4 separate regions of the Mus musculus genome follow, and all the other regions are linked to region 2. A link is a contact called in public HiChIP or PLAC-seq and Micro-C data. All regions are on one chromosome and are shown on one strand. Each heading gives the region's core, a stretch centred on a gene start, on an enhancer-like site or on the middle of the called end of the contact. The rest is flanking DNA. Distances are from core to core; before and after follow the strand shown. Region 1 holds the start of Ssr3 (signal sequence receptor, gamma). Region 2 has its middle 22 kb from the start of Gm34924. Region 3 has its middle 7.0 kb from the start of Gm34576. Region 4 has its middle 73 kb from the start of Gm25755.

Region 1 (3,748 bases), core at 141-2,640, 210 kb before region 2:
CTGGGAATGAATATTCAAACTCCACCCTCAAAACCTATTTCCACAGAAGTGTCATATGGTTCACGATTAACTACATACACATTTCAAACTAATGCTTATAAATCATGTTTAAGACCCCCTAACATAAAATATGCAGACTGGGGTTGGGTTTAGGGTACTTACTTGTGCTTCAGAACAAATTTTACATTCTTGTACGCGAAGGCTACTAAGTAAGTGCTTACTAAGGTCATCACACTGTAGAGCACAGCAGACTGGATGAGATCCATATGCCATATTCTCCAATACAACCCTGAGATAAGACAAAAGCAAGGGACACACAACATCACTGCCCCATTGCACATGCCAGACTACAGCTAAGCCAGGTAAATGAGAGTCAGTAAATCCCACCCAGTATCCGAAAAACTTCACTAGAGGTGAGATAGACAATAAACTGGGTTTGTCCCAGTTCAGGGCTTTCCCAGTACAGAAAGGTAGGCTGTGGGGATATTGCTAGTCTAGAAATTTCATCTTCTAACTTGAGAACAAACTGGGAGTGGGGATTACAAATAATAACAATTTCACTCATGGAATACTAGGAAGTTAAAACACGGGCCATTTTAAATCAACCGCTGTCCCAAAACTTTGGTTAACTTGCTGACGTGGCTGCTCACTGAAATCCAAACAATGCTTTGTCGGGCCAGTGAACCCAGGGGGCTCCACACCACATTCACTGCAAGCTGAGCTTTTTACAAGGCCAAAATAACAAAGAACTTTTTTTGGACATGATTGGCCTGCAGCACTGCGGCAGTGCGGGTCAGGAGACAGGAAACTCGGAAAACCTGGACTTGGAGACAGTTTTGGCCTTCAAGTGGGCAGTTTCTCATTCAATCGAGAAGGCTCGAGCTGCTCTCTAGGAGTTATTGAAATCCTAAACAAGGCTGATCGCGGACCTCGGGCAAGGCCTAACTTGGCATTCTGCACGTCCAAAGGATGCTCGGGAGTAAGGGGAGGTTTGCCACGGGTCACGCTGCTAATTCAGTGAAGGTTTATCAGTGGCTCCCCCGCCCGGTTCATTAAAGACATCCTAGTGTCCAACAGTGGTGAGGAGAAGGGCAGTGTACCAAAAAGAGATTCCGGGCCAGAACCCGCGCCCGGCTCAGAAGCACGCCGCGAGTGACTTCCCGAGGACGCTGCTCCGGACACTAGGCCTCCCCGCCGCGCCCGCCACGTCCCCGCCGCCACCGCCGCCCGCCCGAAGCTCACAGATGGGGATGGCAGACACGATGAACGCGTTCCCGAAGAACAGCGCCGACGATTTGGCCGACAGGTTGCGGCTGAAATCCTGAAGGAGCAGGTCCTCCTCGGACTGCTGCTTGGAGCCGCCTTTGGGAGCCATGGCCGAGCTGAAGACTGGAGGCCGGGAGCAGGGAGGCAGGGAAGGTTCAGAAGGCCGCGTATCCGCCCGCGACCCGTCAGCGCAACGCGGAGGCGGGACTCCGCAGGGTACGCTGCTTCGGGATTGGCCATCTTGCCGTCGTTTCACAAGCGTCGAGGTACGATTGGGCATGCGAACAAGACTTCCGCATCCTTCAGGGTACGTGGCGCCTCAATGCCACAAAGAATGAAGGGATTTGTAGTTTAGTGTGTAGTTTAGAGCTGCTCTCTAACTCGCCTGCCTCAGTCTCCAGAGACAGGCTTGGATAATCGAAATGAGCAACCATACAAGCAGTACTGTTTTAACTAACTAACCAGCTAGCTAACGAACTAACTAACGTTATTGGTATTTCATTCCACATGTGCACTTTATATTTCTTTTTAAATTTATTACATTGATTGAACAATTGGCTCATTGGTTGATTGATGATTAGTTGATTGATTGATTGGTTGGAGGGCCGTGCCACAACGTTGTCAGAACACAACTTGAGGAAGTTAGTTGTCTACTTTTACTTTCTGGGTCCCAGAGATTGAACCAAATTGTCACGTTTGTGTCTTTACCCTCTGAGCCATCTGCATGGTTTAATTTATTATTATTATTATTATTATTATTATTATTATTATTATTACTATTACATCATTTTAATCAACAAAGCCTCTTAGCCTCTAAAAGACTCTCTCATTACAGTCTTTAGAATTGGAAAATAAAAAAACTCTTGTGGAGTTTTACTCCTGGCCCAGACCCGCGGCGGAAGCGAGCCATGGCTGTCTATCACGGGATGCTGCGCTTCGGGAGGCTGTGTATCGCGAGCCTGGGGGCGCGGGGCCCCCGGACGCTGCTCACTCGCCCTCGGCCGAACTCGAAGTTGCAGAGTGTCCGCGCTCTCAGTTCTGGAATGGTGAACTGCACCAACCCCTTGCCCATTGGAGGCCTCAGCTACATTCAGGGCCACACCGACTCCCATCTTGTGAACACAACTGTGGGCGAGTGCCTTGACGCCACAGCGCAGAGGTTCCCCGACAGAGAGGCTTTGGTTATCCTCCATGAAAACATCAGGCTGAACTTTGCGCAGCTCAAGGAGGAGGTGGACAAAGCTGCTTCTGGTCTTCTGAGCATTGGCCTCCGCAAGGGTGACCGGCTGGGCATGCAGGGACCCAACTCCTATGCCTGGGTACTTATTCAGCTGGCTACTGCCCAGGCAGGCATCATCCTGGTGTCTGTGAACCCAGCCTACCAGTCCTCAGAACTGGAATATGTCCTCAGAAAGGTAGGCTGCAAAGGTATTGTGTTTCCCAAACAATTCAAGACCCAGCAGTACTACGACATCCTGAAGCAGGTCTGTCCTGAGCTGGAAAAGGCTCAGCCAGGGGCCTTGAAGAGTGAGAGACTCCCAGACCTGACTACAGTCATCTCCGTGGATGCCCCTCTGCCGGGGACCCTGCTCCTGGATAACATCGTGGCAGCCGGTGGCAAGGAACAGAACCTAGCCCAGCTGCGGTACAACCAGCGGTTCTTGTCCTGCTACGACCCCATCAACATCCAGTTCACCTCGGGGACAACTGGAAACCCCAAGGGGGCCACTCTTTCCCACCACAACATCGTAAACAACTCCATGCTGATAGGCCAGCGTCTGAAGATGCCCACAAAGACTGCAGAGGAGTTGCGCGTGGTCCTGCCCAGTCCCCTGTACCACTGCCTGGGCTCCGTGGGGGGCACAATGGTGTCTATGATGCATGGTGCCACTCTCCTCCTGTCTTTTCCAAGCTTCAATGGCAAGAAGGCATTGGAAGCCATCAGCAGAGAGAAAGGCACCCTCCTGTATGGCACACCCACGATGTTTGTGGATATTCTGAATCAGCCAGACTTCTCCAGTTATGATTTCACAAGCATTCGTGGAGGTGTGATTGCTGGGTCCCCAGCACCCCCGGAATTGATTCGAGCCATCATCAACAAGATGAACATGAAGGAGCTGGTGGTTGTTTATGGAACCACAGAGAACAGTCCCGTGACCTTCATGAACTTTCCCGAGGACACCCTGGAGCAGAAGGCTGGAAGTGTGGGCAGAATTATGCCTCACACGAAGGCCCAGATTGTGAATGTGGAGACGGGTGAGCTGACCAACCTGAACGTGCCTGGGGAGCTGTATATCCGAGGGTACTGCGTCATGCAGGGCTACTGGGGTGAGCCACAGAAGACCTTCGAGACGGTCGGACAAGACAAGTGGTATCGGACAGGAGACATTGCTTCGATGGATGAACAAGGCTTCTGCAAGATCGTCGGCCGATCAAAGGATATGATCATCCGTGGCGGTGAGAACATCTACCCTGCAGAGCT
Region 2 (3,766 bases), core at 1,235-3,734:
CTGTTGGATAGTTTCCAAAAGCCTTCCTCTATGTGGTTAATTGACCCAGAGGTATTTAAGTGTCTTTGGTTCTCCTTTGAAAAAATTAAATAAGGACATATTTTGTTTTCTAGGCCACACGTATAGTCACAGAGCAGCACAGAACTATTTGTGAAGTGCTCGTAGTCCTTGTCTTTAGTGGAAGAAAGAGAACATGTGTGGCTTTTGTTTACAGCTGTGGGTCAGTGTGGAGTGTTATTGATTTGGTCAACGCTACCGTGGCTGGGCACAACTCCAACCTCCCAGCTAAGGATTGCTGGATCTTGCCAGGACTCTGCATTGAGACAGTGTGTTCCCTTCTTTTACCTGCATTTTCCTCACTGTCTGTGAGGAGAAGCACAGCTTTAACCCCACTTCAATGTGTTTACACACCCACATGCATTTTTCCATGGAGCAAGCAAGGCAAAGAACTCTAAGATCTCTCTCCCTCTTCGGACAAGTGCAGACCAACGGCCCCATCATAATGCTTATTGCTGGTGTCAGGCCGAGTCTGGCATCTCCCTAGTGAAACTAAGTAGCTCAGTGAGAATGAGACATTATCCAAAGCCTGCTTCATTCAGTAAATAGTGTAGTCTTCCTGGCTTCATTCCTTCAGTTCTGGACTTCATCATGCCATAAACCACAGGGTCTTTGTCTGCATGTTACTCTATTAGCTCCATATGTGGAGAACTCATGGAACTCACATGCAGAATGTGTGATGTCAGACCAGTTTACACGAGTCCAAATTTTGTGCAGCTGTTAGACTCAGATGTTCTCCTTCATTTTTTATGTCAGCACCATCCCAATAAACGCACTGATCTTGAGACTGAAAAGCAAAGTGAGGTCTCTGCTCTTGAATGTGTTTCAGAGCCTGAAAGGTCTGTACCACTTTTGTGTGGGTCTCACCAGAGGCTACATCAGAGTGGTGGCTTTCAGTTCTCTTGGAAGCAAAACAAAATGAGGGAGATCAGTGGAAGAGTAGGCGCAGAACGTGCGAGGACATCAGTTCTCAGGCAAATTAGAAACCATTACCTAGAATCATGTGCCCTTGGAAGGAGATCCCACCAGAGGACATCTTCAGTTCCACACAGACACAGCAGTTTCTCTAAAAGACATTGAACTGGTTTCTGACAGTGAAAGGCATTGGCTAATGAGTGTCCCTGACCCCATGGTGCTGAGACTAGCAAGCTTGTTTTGGGTTTATTTTATTGTTTATTTTAAGACAATTCACTATCTTTTATCACTACAAGGGTGGTCAAAGGTTGCCACCCAATTAAAATTACAAGGTATTAAAAGATAAGTAGCCCCCAACATTTATGTGGAATGAAGAACAACTTAAAATAGGTTTTTAAAACCTAAAACTAGGTCTACATATGCTATTTGGACTCTCCATAATGTGACTCAATGTATATAAATGCTGAGAGTTGTAGGTTTTCTGTTCTTCACTTTGGAGAGACCATGATTCTTCATGGTTGGGTAAGGAAACCAAACTTTGGGAATTTAAAGGATGGATGTGGGTGGTGGTAAGAATTGTATGGTCTTATTTTGGGACAGAAAGTAAGATTTGGCTTCACCTTTATTTCTTCTTCTGCCCTTTGTTATTACTTCAGTGACTCTGGCTGTCACTGTCTCCTTCCCTTGTGAGAGAACAGAAGAAACTTGCCATCAGTTTCCTGTCTGAAGGGGGCTTTGGCCCAAGAAGTCCTCTTATAGAATTGTCTGGCTTGCCTTTTTCTCCTCATCATGTTCTGTAGTAAAGGTTTTTGAAAGCCAGGGAAACAAAACTTCTCCAGCTTATCTCCTGAAGACAGAAAACATTCGGTTGCACCACGCTGTGAACACTTTAGGGCTTGAGTCTCATTCCAGAAGCATGGTGAGCTTCGCTACTTAAGATAGAAATTTCCCCGCTGTGTTCCTTCGGCAAGCAAACGGAAGATGTTGTGAGATCCTGAGCTCTGTGTAGACTCTAGCTTTTAATGCTCAGCGGTTGAAACTGCTACGCAAGAAGTCATTCTATTGGGTGTTTGGAAAAGATCCACTGAACAGCATCTTCCTAAATACGGTTGAAAGAAAGCAGGTTCCAAGTTAACAAGGTCAAAGCATGCTTGGAATGAGGCTTAATCAATTGTTTGGAAGCTACCACTTGCTAAACAGAAGGCTGAGGTTCACTGCATTAGTAGCTTCAAGGGTTCCTGAAACCCTCTGGATGTGATGACAGATGTTCAAGAACTTAATGCTTCTTGAGTGTGGTGCTGGTCAGATGTTGTAACTCAAGCCAGGTGAGTCATGTAGCAGCACATGACTGATAGGCAACTTCTGAACATTCTCAGCTAGGAAAAAAAAAATCTGACAATTTACAAAAAAAAAAAAAAAAAAAAAAAAAAAGAGGCCTAGTGGTACTCACAGTCATTCCACAAACACCTCACGTTGTGAAAGTTTCGGTTCTCAGTGAATGAGACCCTTGTGAATGAATGATTTTCTACTCCTGTGACTCATACTACATAAGACTATCTGTCATAGTTCTATTAACAGTCATACTGTGTTCTCTGGGATAAATATATATCCATTTAATGAGGGCATGGAGGAATGTGCAGCATTAAACAAATCTTATAGTAAAAAATACTCCTTGCCATCTGCCTGCTTTCTGGAGGTGGTTTTATTCTTATATTATTGCTGTTTCCTGTATCTTTTACTCTCAACGCCCCGCACTCTGGAAAGATTACTCATCCTTAACTTGAAATAATCCTTTAACTCTTTCACTGCCCAGCATCTTTTAAGCTTCTCCTAACTGAAGGAATGAGACACTCCACAACCAGGCACATAAAATTGAAACATACATAAGGCAATTCTCCCTTTTAAAGCCACCATTGACTTTATGCTGAAAATTACATGTCTGATAGATAACACCTCACTTACTATGAAAATAGCAATTTCAAATAGGTGATCCTAATTTTCTGTCTTTTTCTTCCAGTGTTTCAGTTCTGTATGTGTTATCCATTTTGATACCATCTGCAGCTTTTTAAAGGTTCTGGAGTTCTTAGTTCTTTATTCTTTTGTGTTGCAGGTTGGGAAATTTCTATCTGATCATCTGCAAATTCACTAGCTCCTTCCCTCACTGTTATCAGTAGATGTCCTGGAAGGCCAAACTCCTGGAATACAGGCCACCGACATCTCAGGGTGGGTCAGAAAACTCTAGGATTTCCCCTCCCCTATACTCTATCACTTCACAACAACCCTTTAATGGGTTACAATGGAAAGAAATGTAGGCGCCAGACACTGTCTGAGGGGCAGAGAGAGCCAAGGCTAAGAGAGGAGTTAGGAACAAGGGCACTAAAATATCTGAATCATTTGGAATTTATACAAGCTCTACGTGAAGTTCTGCTGTAAGCCAGATTAGTAGACATGCTCATTAAAGGCTTGTTTTACCTCAGAACCTACTATAGGTACAACCAGGTACCTGGTGTTTAGCCAGAGATTTCAGGTTATACTAAAAGAAAAGAAAAAAGAAAGGAAAAAGAAAGATACACTGTGAAGATATTCAGTAGCCACCAAAGCCAGCTTTAGATATGACATAGATGTTGGAATAACCAAAGAACTTAAAACATATTGATTAACATATCAAGGTCATTACTGGAAAAATGGACAGCATGGACCATCTGGTTAGTAATGTCATCAAAGAAAAAACTTGGGTTGGAGCAATTAAGAGCACTGGCTACCCTTATAGAGGACCCGGTTCCCAGCACCCACA
Region 3 (3,595 bases), core at 617-3,116, 160 kb before region 2:
CAGATCCCTTCGAGCTGGAGTTACAGGCAGTTGTAAGCCACCAACTTGGATGCTGGGAATCAAACTCTTGGTCCTCTCCAAGGGTAGCAAGTGCTCAGAGCCCACTGAGCCATTTTCCAGTCCCTCTTCCAGGTAGACATTAAATTTATTGCTAGTCACAGAAATTTTGAGAAAAAGAATTCCATTTTAATAAAATCAAAATGACTAATAGTTCGGCTTTTCATCACAATCCTCCAGCCTCTCCATACACTAAGACAGAGCCGAAGTGGGATGATCTGGCCTTTCATTCCCATTATTACTTTATTATTATTTTTTTTAATAAAAGCAAAGCAGTCACGCCAGAGGCCCTGAAAGATGGCCTTTGCGTGGGCCAGTGCAGGTTCTCAGCATGTGCTCTGTTCCCATGTCCTGTCTGTGACCTCATTGTGAGACAGAAAATAATCTGGTCCAGGGATCAAAGCCTGAAATGTATTCTCATTTCCCCACATTCAAAACAAAGCAACTCCGGGCAAAGGATGAATTTCTATCCCATGGTTCTGATGAATAAAAAAAAATACAAAACTCAAACCCAATCTGGCACAACAATATATTCTTAAAGTAGATACCAATGATCAGTGACTTAAAAATAAACATTCATGCGTGTTTCTGTACATAAACTCATAGTCATATGTATACAGATGTTAGCATTTATAACAGATTCAAGCTGCCTATAAGGGAATTAAAATGCAATTAAAATGCAAATACTACTAGTTCACTTCCACATGTGCGCTAACTACTTCACCTTTATATGGTCCTTGTTTTTGTAAAAATTTCAAAGTTTCTAGTTAATCATAAAGCCAAAACAAACAAACAAAAAACAAAACCAACAAAATAAATAAAGAAGATTAGGAATCTTCTGTTGCCAGTCACAGGGTAACAGGCTCCTTCACCTGGTTGAACTGCAGATTTCAAAAATACCTAGCAGTTTAGGGTTCCATCTGCCTGCTCAGTTGGATCTGTTTTGTTTTGCTTAATCGGGGAAATGCCCATATAATCTGCGTATCTGGCATCCCTTGAAAAATCAGGCCTGGCAACACTGGGCACAGATTCCTGCTTGAGCTGCAGTTTCTAGCCCCTGAGGACAGCCATCCCTGCCGACTTCCCCAGCAGGCTTCACTCAGCCTGTCTGGCCCTGGGGGCTAGAGTTTAGAATCGCTCATTTATAAGTAGGGTTTGTGAACAGCCAACATTCACTGTCCTCATTACCATCCCGGGGAAAATCTGGCCAAGTAACTACACTGGAACACTGAGAAGCAGTTTCCTCTCAGCAAAGTGAAAGCAGCTGGCTCACCCAGCTTGGCTCGTTGGGTTTGTGGGAGCTGGGTGTACCCTCATTTAAAGACTTCACATGCCTCAGATGTGCAAGCGACAAATCCGCTGTGTCCACTCCACTTCCCAAACTCTGCAGCTGGTCTTTAGTTGGTAGACTCTTGGCTCAGTCCCTGGGAGACTCATTTCAAGTGCTTAGAGAGGCACCCGTGGTGGTCCAGTTTGCTAGGCCAGTCTTCTGTCCAGGTTGCTAGTGGTTAGAGCCGAAGATCCCCTGAGCCAAAGGGTCGAAAGAATGAATAAGGCACATGGCAAAGAGAGATGTTATCTGGAGAATCAAGTTATGTCTTATAAAATAACAGAGTATTTCTCATTTTAGAGGTGAGGAACAGCCCAGCCCTCTGAGCTTTTATTTATGCAATAAATATTTATTAGACACCAACTTTGTGTTACTCATTGTGATGAACTGGAAACGCAGTAATGACTAGGCTTGGCCCCTGCCCTGGAGAAGTTCATAGGGGAGGGAATTAATCTGCATACTTATAATTCCACAGCAATGTGGGAAGTGACTGGCACCAGCTTAGCGGTGGGCGGAGTTAGAGATCAGTGCTTCAGAACTGGCTAGAAGACTCTACAATATTCCCACCTGATTCCATTCTCTGTCTTGAAACTTACAAAAACAGATTTTTAAAAAAATGTTCTATCACCCACCCCACCCCCCAAACTACCCACACCAAGAAGAGGTACCAAGGCGAGTGGGAGCCCACAGGGAATCCCCAGAGCTTGTGATATCAGGGTTGGGTGGGCACACCCATCCTGGGCTCTGTTGGATGCAAAGGGGCCACTGCTACTCAGCTAGAAACTAGAATTGTTTTAAACATTCATTTTTAAAGTTAGAATTCAAAAACAGTTTAAAAACCCAATATGGATACATTTAAAATAAACTCTCACTGGGAAGTTAAGTTCCTTAGTCTTTGAACTTCACCAGAAGTCTCCCTAAACCTCCTACGCTTTGGGAAATTGAATACATTGTAAACTTGAACACATTCTTAAAAAAGAATCCTCTTAAAGACATAAGTGACTGAGAAACAGTTTGTCTCTCCCGAATCTAATTCTTATGATTCTGATTCACCGCAGGTACTCTGACTTTAAGTCGCCACCGGTCCCTGGCACTTGTCATTTACTTCCAGGCTGGTTTTGCTGCCGTGCCCGGCCGGGTGACTTATCTTTCACTGTCTGCAAAGATTTCCTTCTCTGTTACTCACAGGTGTCCTGTTTGCCCTGCCCAGATTGAGCCAACCACATGAAAGGTTTTGTTTTGATTTTCCATCTCTCTGCCCTCCACACTGCTTCCTTTTTATCCAGCTGCAGCTGAAGAGAAACACATGAGCCGAGAATGGACAGCCTCCCTGGCTTTGGCTTTGAGGGGTTTCTTTCTTTCTTTCTTTCTTTTTTTTTTTTTTTTAGTTTGTTGTTGTTGTTCTGAGAAAATATTTTCATTCTTTAATTATTTTACTGCAACTGCTCCTCTCATTAGGATCCAATTTATGCACAATACGTCGAATTAATTTTAATTACCAGCCATGGACTCTTAACTTCCCTTAGCAACATTGCAGAAGGGACTTCAGCTTCTTCTGTAATGTCTTCTATCCTCTGCTTCTAAATGGTATACGCTACAAAGCCAAGGATGCAAACTGGTGCCTCTAACACAATATCCATATTTTAAGTGTTCTAATATGTTGAAATGCTTTAGGTAAAACTTACTTTCGTTTCTCTAGTCTCTTCCTTGTAACCATTAAAAAAAAAAAAGTGGCATCACCAACTCTGACTCTCCTCTGGAAATGCATTGTCCCTCAGGAACATAAGGAATGTTTCATGCTGGAGTTTTAAGCTGAAGCCTTAATAATTAGTAATGCCTAAACGTGATCTAATTTTATGAGCATGAGGAAAGTGATCATTTATAGTGCCCAAGACAATGCTAGCAGCTGGCATTTCTTAATTGCTTGTTATATGACAGTGTTGCTCAGGTCACTCTGCATCTTCCAGCTAATTTAACTATTATTAGCCCATTCTAAAATGGCACAGCTGAAGCATGGAGGGGGCATTGAAACTTGCCCAAGGTTCAGTGGTGGTGGCAGGGTACATATGTGCACTAGAGGCCTCTGGCCCTAGAGTCCATAATGGCCTTGCCCAATAGACTGTCAACCTCTATGCTTGAGGTAAAAGAAAGCAGAGATGAGGTTAAAGCTGGTATGTTTCCTTACAAGCCCATTTTGGGTACCTTTAT
Region 4 (3,449 bases), core at 745-3,244, 240 kb after region 2:
ATAAAGAAAAAAAATAATGAAAACTGACAAGGGATATAACCATCACCACCTACCCAAAAGGAAAGCCAGGTCCTCTAAACTACAAAGTCACCTCCTAGCGCCATAACCTAAGGCATGAACTGCCCTTTTTCTATCTTCAGAGACCACACCACAGCCTTGGAATTGAACCAGCCAGCTGGGCTGGGTATTTCAATGTGACTGTCCTTGAAGTATTGCAGCACCCGTGTTTCCCATTTCCGAGAAGCTGGACATTGTTCTTGAACAGAAACACACTTGAAGCTACAGTGTAGATGCAGCAGAGATCACTGAAAACGTTGATGCATCTTTTGCTTGGCTTGGAGAGATATCAAGCATTCACTTGCCATCTGTAGATCAGTAATATTTTGATCTTTATTACTTTACGTGGCAATTGGGCAAGAAGCTCTATTGTCAGTCCCTACCTTTTCACATGCTGAATGCTGTTGCATCAGGACATGAGTTTCCCTTTTAAGCTTAGGCCTGTGATACTGAGCATATTGATTCTCCTTTATGAGCACAGACTGGAGTGAACTCTGTGCCCAATAGTGAAATGACTGCATTTAAAAAAAACAAGACAAAACAAACAAGAAAACCACTCAGAACTTCCTGCATCTGTTACTTTGTTGTGCTGGAGATAAACAGAATCTCCTTTATTAACCTCTGCACAATTTAAAAGGAATGAAAGCCCGAGTTTATCAAGTTCATGTTACTATCTTTATGTGCTGGCATTTGGCAATGTCTTCAGTCATTGTTTTTCATTATCGCTCTGGCTTTCAGAGCCTCCAGTGCAGTCACTTTGGCAAACTCGTGAATGCCAGCAGCCGTGTGAAGACAATGAGTGTCACTCTGTAATGTGACATGGGGAAATATTTTTCAATTTCCTAGCAGGTGCTGAGCTATGATTCTGACTCATAAAGGTGGTGATTATCTGTCTTTTCTGAAGTGAAGCAGCAGAGGGGAAAAAAGCATACTAAAACTAATGAAGAAAGCAAAAGTTGGGTCTGTTCTCTCTAGCTGGAGGATCTCTGGTCCTGGGAGTTGTTTTTCTCTCCTGTAAATGGATTGTTGTCTTGTGAAAGATAGCATCAGAGAGGATATTTGACTTTAGCAGGGACTGTTGGTGAACTGTATCCCTATACCTATGGACAATTCAAGAAAGATAAAAAGCATGAGGGCTTTATAGTGCTGAGTGTGGATGAAGCTTCTCGCAGACTGAAAAGAAATTCTTACCAGCTGCAGCACAAATACTGTTCAGAAAGGATTTTACATCAAGAGTTGTTTAACATCAGTATGCTTCATACAGGGAGGTCGCTGATCATATAGATGTGGTGTGTTAAGTAGAAACAGGAGTTGATTGATTCCTGTACAGCATGCATTGGTGATACAATGAATTAGACCCCATAATGGTTCTCCCTAGGTGTGGTGGAAGTGAAGGATAGGAGGGTGGTGGAGAAGGCTGATTTGACAGATGATATGAGAAGACCAGCTGACAGCAAAGGGAAGATGTTGCAGGATACATGTGCTTGAAGTATCAGAGGCCGGATACAGGACCAGAATATTTCCTCTATGCCTTCCTTCAGCATGGACATTATGTATCTCTATAAAATTTAGGAATCACAAACTTAAGAAATTATCTCTGAAGAGACAGCATTTATTTAAATGTCCTTGATCCATCCAGGGACCGGTAGCCTTATCAGTCAGTGGAGCCAAACTCCAGGCAGAGCTCAGGGAGTCATCTCCACAGCAAGGATTACAGCGGCCCCACCCATATCATCAGAGACATATAAAGGCGTCAGCAAAGTTCTCTTCCAATGGACTCATTTTTTCTCCAAAATTTGTTTCTTGCTTTCCAACTGCTTTGCTTAGTCTTCTGTAAGTAGATTTTGGGGTGTGGTCGCAGGAGGCCCGCCTGGAGGACTTCGGCGATGGAAGTGGGAGAGGCCCTATGAGTCTCACAGCAAGAATGAAGAGCCTCCTGCCTAAAGACGTTAGTCACTGGAAGTCATCCCTTTCTACCCACAGTGAGTCACAAGCCCCTCAGCCTCGCCTGTGGCGCAGAGGCTAAAGAACCAAAAACAGTTCATGCACATGTGAAACTACATTCGGGATGGACCATGACTGAAGGTCTGCTCCTGAGCTCAGCTTCCTCCAGCATCCTCGGGGGTGGGGTGGGGGTGTAGACCAAGCAGGAAAGTTCTTGCCCCTGTCCATCCTTCCCTCCCTTTGAACATCTTTCCCACACACTGCACACACCTTCCGACCACTGCAGCCAACAGTCTGCTTCTACCACCTGCATTTACAAGGCTTTTAACGTCTTCTGACCAGTCAGATATGCTGTTTATCCTCTCAGTTTCAACCACTGACTTCATTTAAGGTCATGTCCAAAAGGTGCTGTTTGCTACAGAGGGTCAAAAGTCACATTTTCTACTTTTTTTTCCCCTGTGAGTCTCACGCAGCAAATGCTCCTCTGTGTTCCTTTGACTTCCAAAGTTCTTGCTGGCCATAGTTTAACTGGATGCTTGCAGTCACACATCCACACGGTTCCCAAGCAGTGATTCTTAACCTTGTGAAAGTGCCAACGTTCTTTGAAATTGCAGTAGAAGGCAGGGCCTAGGCCCTCCTCAAGAGGACACATGTAAATATGTACAAGTGCTTCATGAAAATGCCAGGCTTCGCAGACCCTCTTGAAGCCTGTTCAGACAGTAACTCCAACCTAATGACCCCTGTTTAAACTCATTCTTCCAACTGTTCTGTGAGGTCATTGTATTGTGACCCATGGGAAAAACAAGGGCTGGTGAGTGGGACTCACCGCTGTCTGTGACTTGCCTGAAGTGGCTTCTGGCCAGGTTCCAAGTCTCCTCTGAAGCCTGTTTTGTGGACTTGTGTTTAGAAGAACAAAGCCAACACGGGAAGTACTTCTTCCAACAGGGTCTGCGTGTCAGAGCAGAGACTGGCATTCTTGGCGTTCTTGCCCATGTGATGATAGCTCCTGTCTGACTAAACCAACCTACAGAGTCCCACTTCGCCTCCTGAAGCAAGGTACCTTACCTAGGGTTAGAGAGACACATGTAAGAACAACAACCTCCTTGTTGTTGCAAATCTTTGACTTTCTCATGAGTAGTCCCCAGCTGTCTCCCCAAATCTGTCTGTACTGCCAGCTGGTCCATGAGGGTGCAGCCATACTGGGTCACTGTTGGGCAAGCAAGCTTTCTCTGTCAGCAGCCATGACTGTCATTCTCATGTCTTGACATAATGTGTTCCACACAAATCCTGGACCCTTTACTCAACTTTCCCCATGGATCTAAAGGCCTCTCTGTGTTCTAGCATGTGAATGATGTGTTGAGAAAGAGTCTCTGAAAGACATTGAGTGATGCTTTATGTAACAGCTCCAGTTTCAACTGTCAATACATGAGATTTGAAATGAAAATCTC

What was found. A called contact is a pair of places that touch in the nucleus more often than the background predicts. HiChIP or PLAC-seq counts read pairs in DNA pulled down with a chosen protein or histone mark.
Region 1: a contact with region 2 is called in a Micro-C map of the HL-1 cell line, with 3 times the contacts expected there. The contact joins the promoter of Ssr3 here to the enhancer-like site in region 2. A contact is called at or near these places in 2 of 39 promoter capture datasets (liver and pre-B cells), 1 of 484 Hi-C or Micro-C datasets (the HL-1 cell line) and 1 of 9 other capture datasets (adipose tissue).
Region 3: a contact with region 2 is called in a FOXA1 HiChIP or PLAC-seq map of pancreatic cancer cells. The contact joins two enhancer-like sites. A contact is called at or near these places in 2 of 115 datasets of contacts at active chromatin or transcription factors (astrocytes and pancreatic cancer cells).
Region 4: a contact with region 2 is called in a FOXA1 HiChIP or PLAC-seq map of pancreatic cancer cells. The contact joins two enhancer-like sites. A contact is called at or near these places in 1 of 484 Hi-C or Micro-C datasets (the HL-1 cell line) and 1 of 115 datasets of contacts at active chromatin or transcription factors (pancreatic cancer cells).

Annotation. Positions count from the first base shown.
Region 1 is chr3:65,391,163-65,394,910 of GRCm38.p6, forward strand. Ssr3 (signal sequence receptor, gamma) reads right to left here and starts at 1,391. Exons shown (of 5, transcript NM_026155.3): 1 at 1,243-1,391; 2 at 163-289. The coding sequence starts at 1,375. It also overlaps the pseudogene Gm5540.
Region 2 is chr3:65,601,222-65,604,987 of GRCm38.p6, forward strand. No RefSeq gene overlaps it. Among named protein-coding and RNA genes, the nearest start is that of Gm34924, 22 kb to the left of the region's middle. Within about 2 kb of position 2,485, at least 39 of the 459 cell types and tissues checked have an H3K27ac peak or open chromatin away from gene starts, as enhancers often do. A contact at or near this core is called in the HL-1 cell line and pancreatic cancer cells, where this site is marked.
Region 3 is chr3:65,440,600-65,444,194 of GRCm38.p6, forward strand. No RefSeq gene overlaps it. Among named protein-coding and RNA genes, the nearest start is that of Gm34576, 7.0 kb to the right of the region's middle. Within about 2 kb of position 1,867, at least 175 of the 459 cell types and tissues checked have an H3K27ac peak or open chromatin away from gene starts, as enhancers often do. A contact at or near this core is called in pancreatic cancer cells, where this site is marked.
Region 4 is chr3:65,842,512-65,845,960 of GRCm38.p6, forward strand. No RefSeq gene overlaps it. Among named protein-coding and RNA genes, the nearest start is that of Gm25755, 73 kb to the left of the region's middle. Within about 2 kb of position 1,995, at least 65 of the 459 cell types and tissues checked have an H3K27ac peak or open chromatin away from gene starts, as enhancers often do. A contact at or near this core is called in the HL-1 cell line and pancreatic cancer cells, where this site is marked.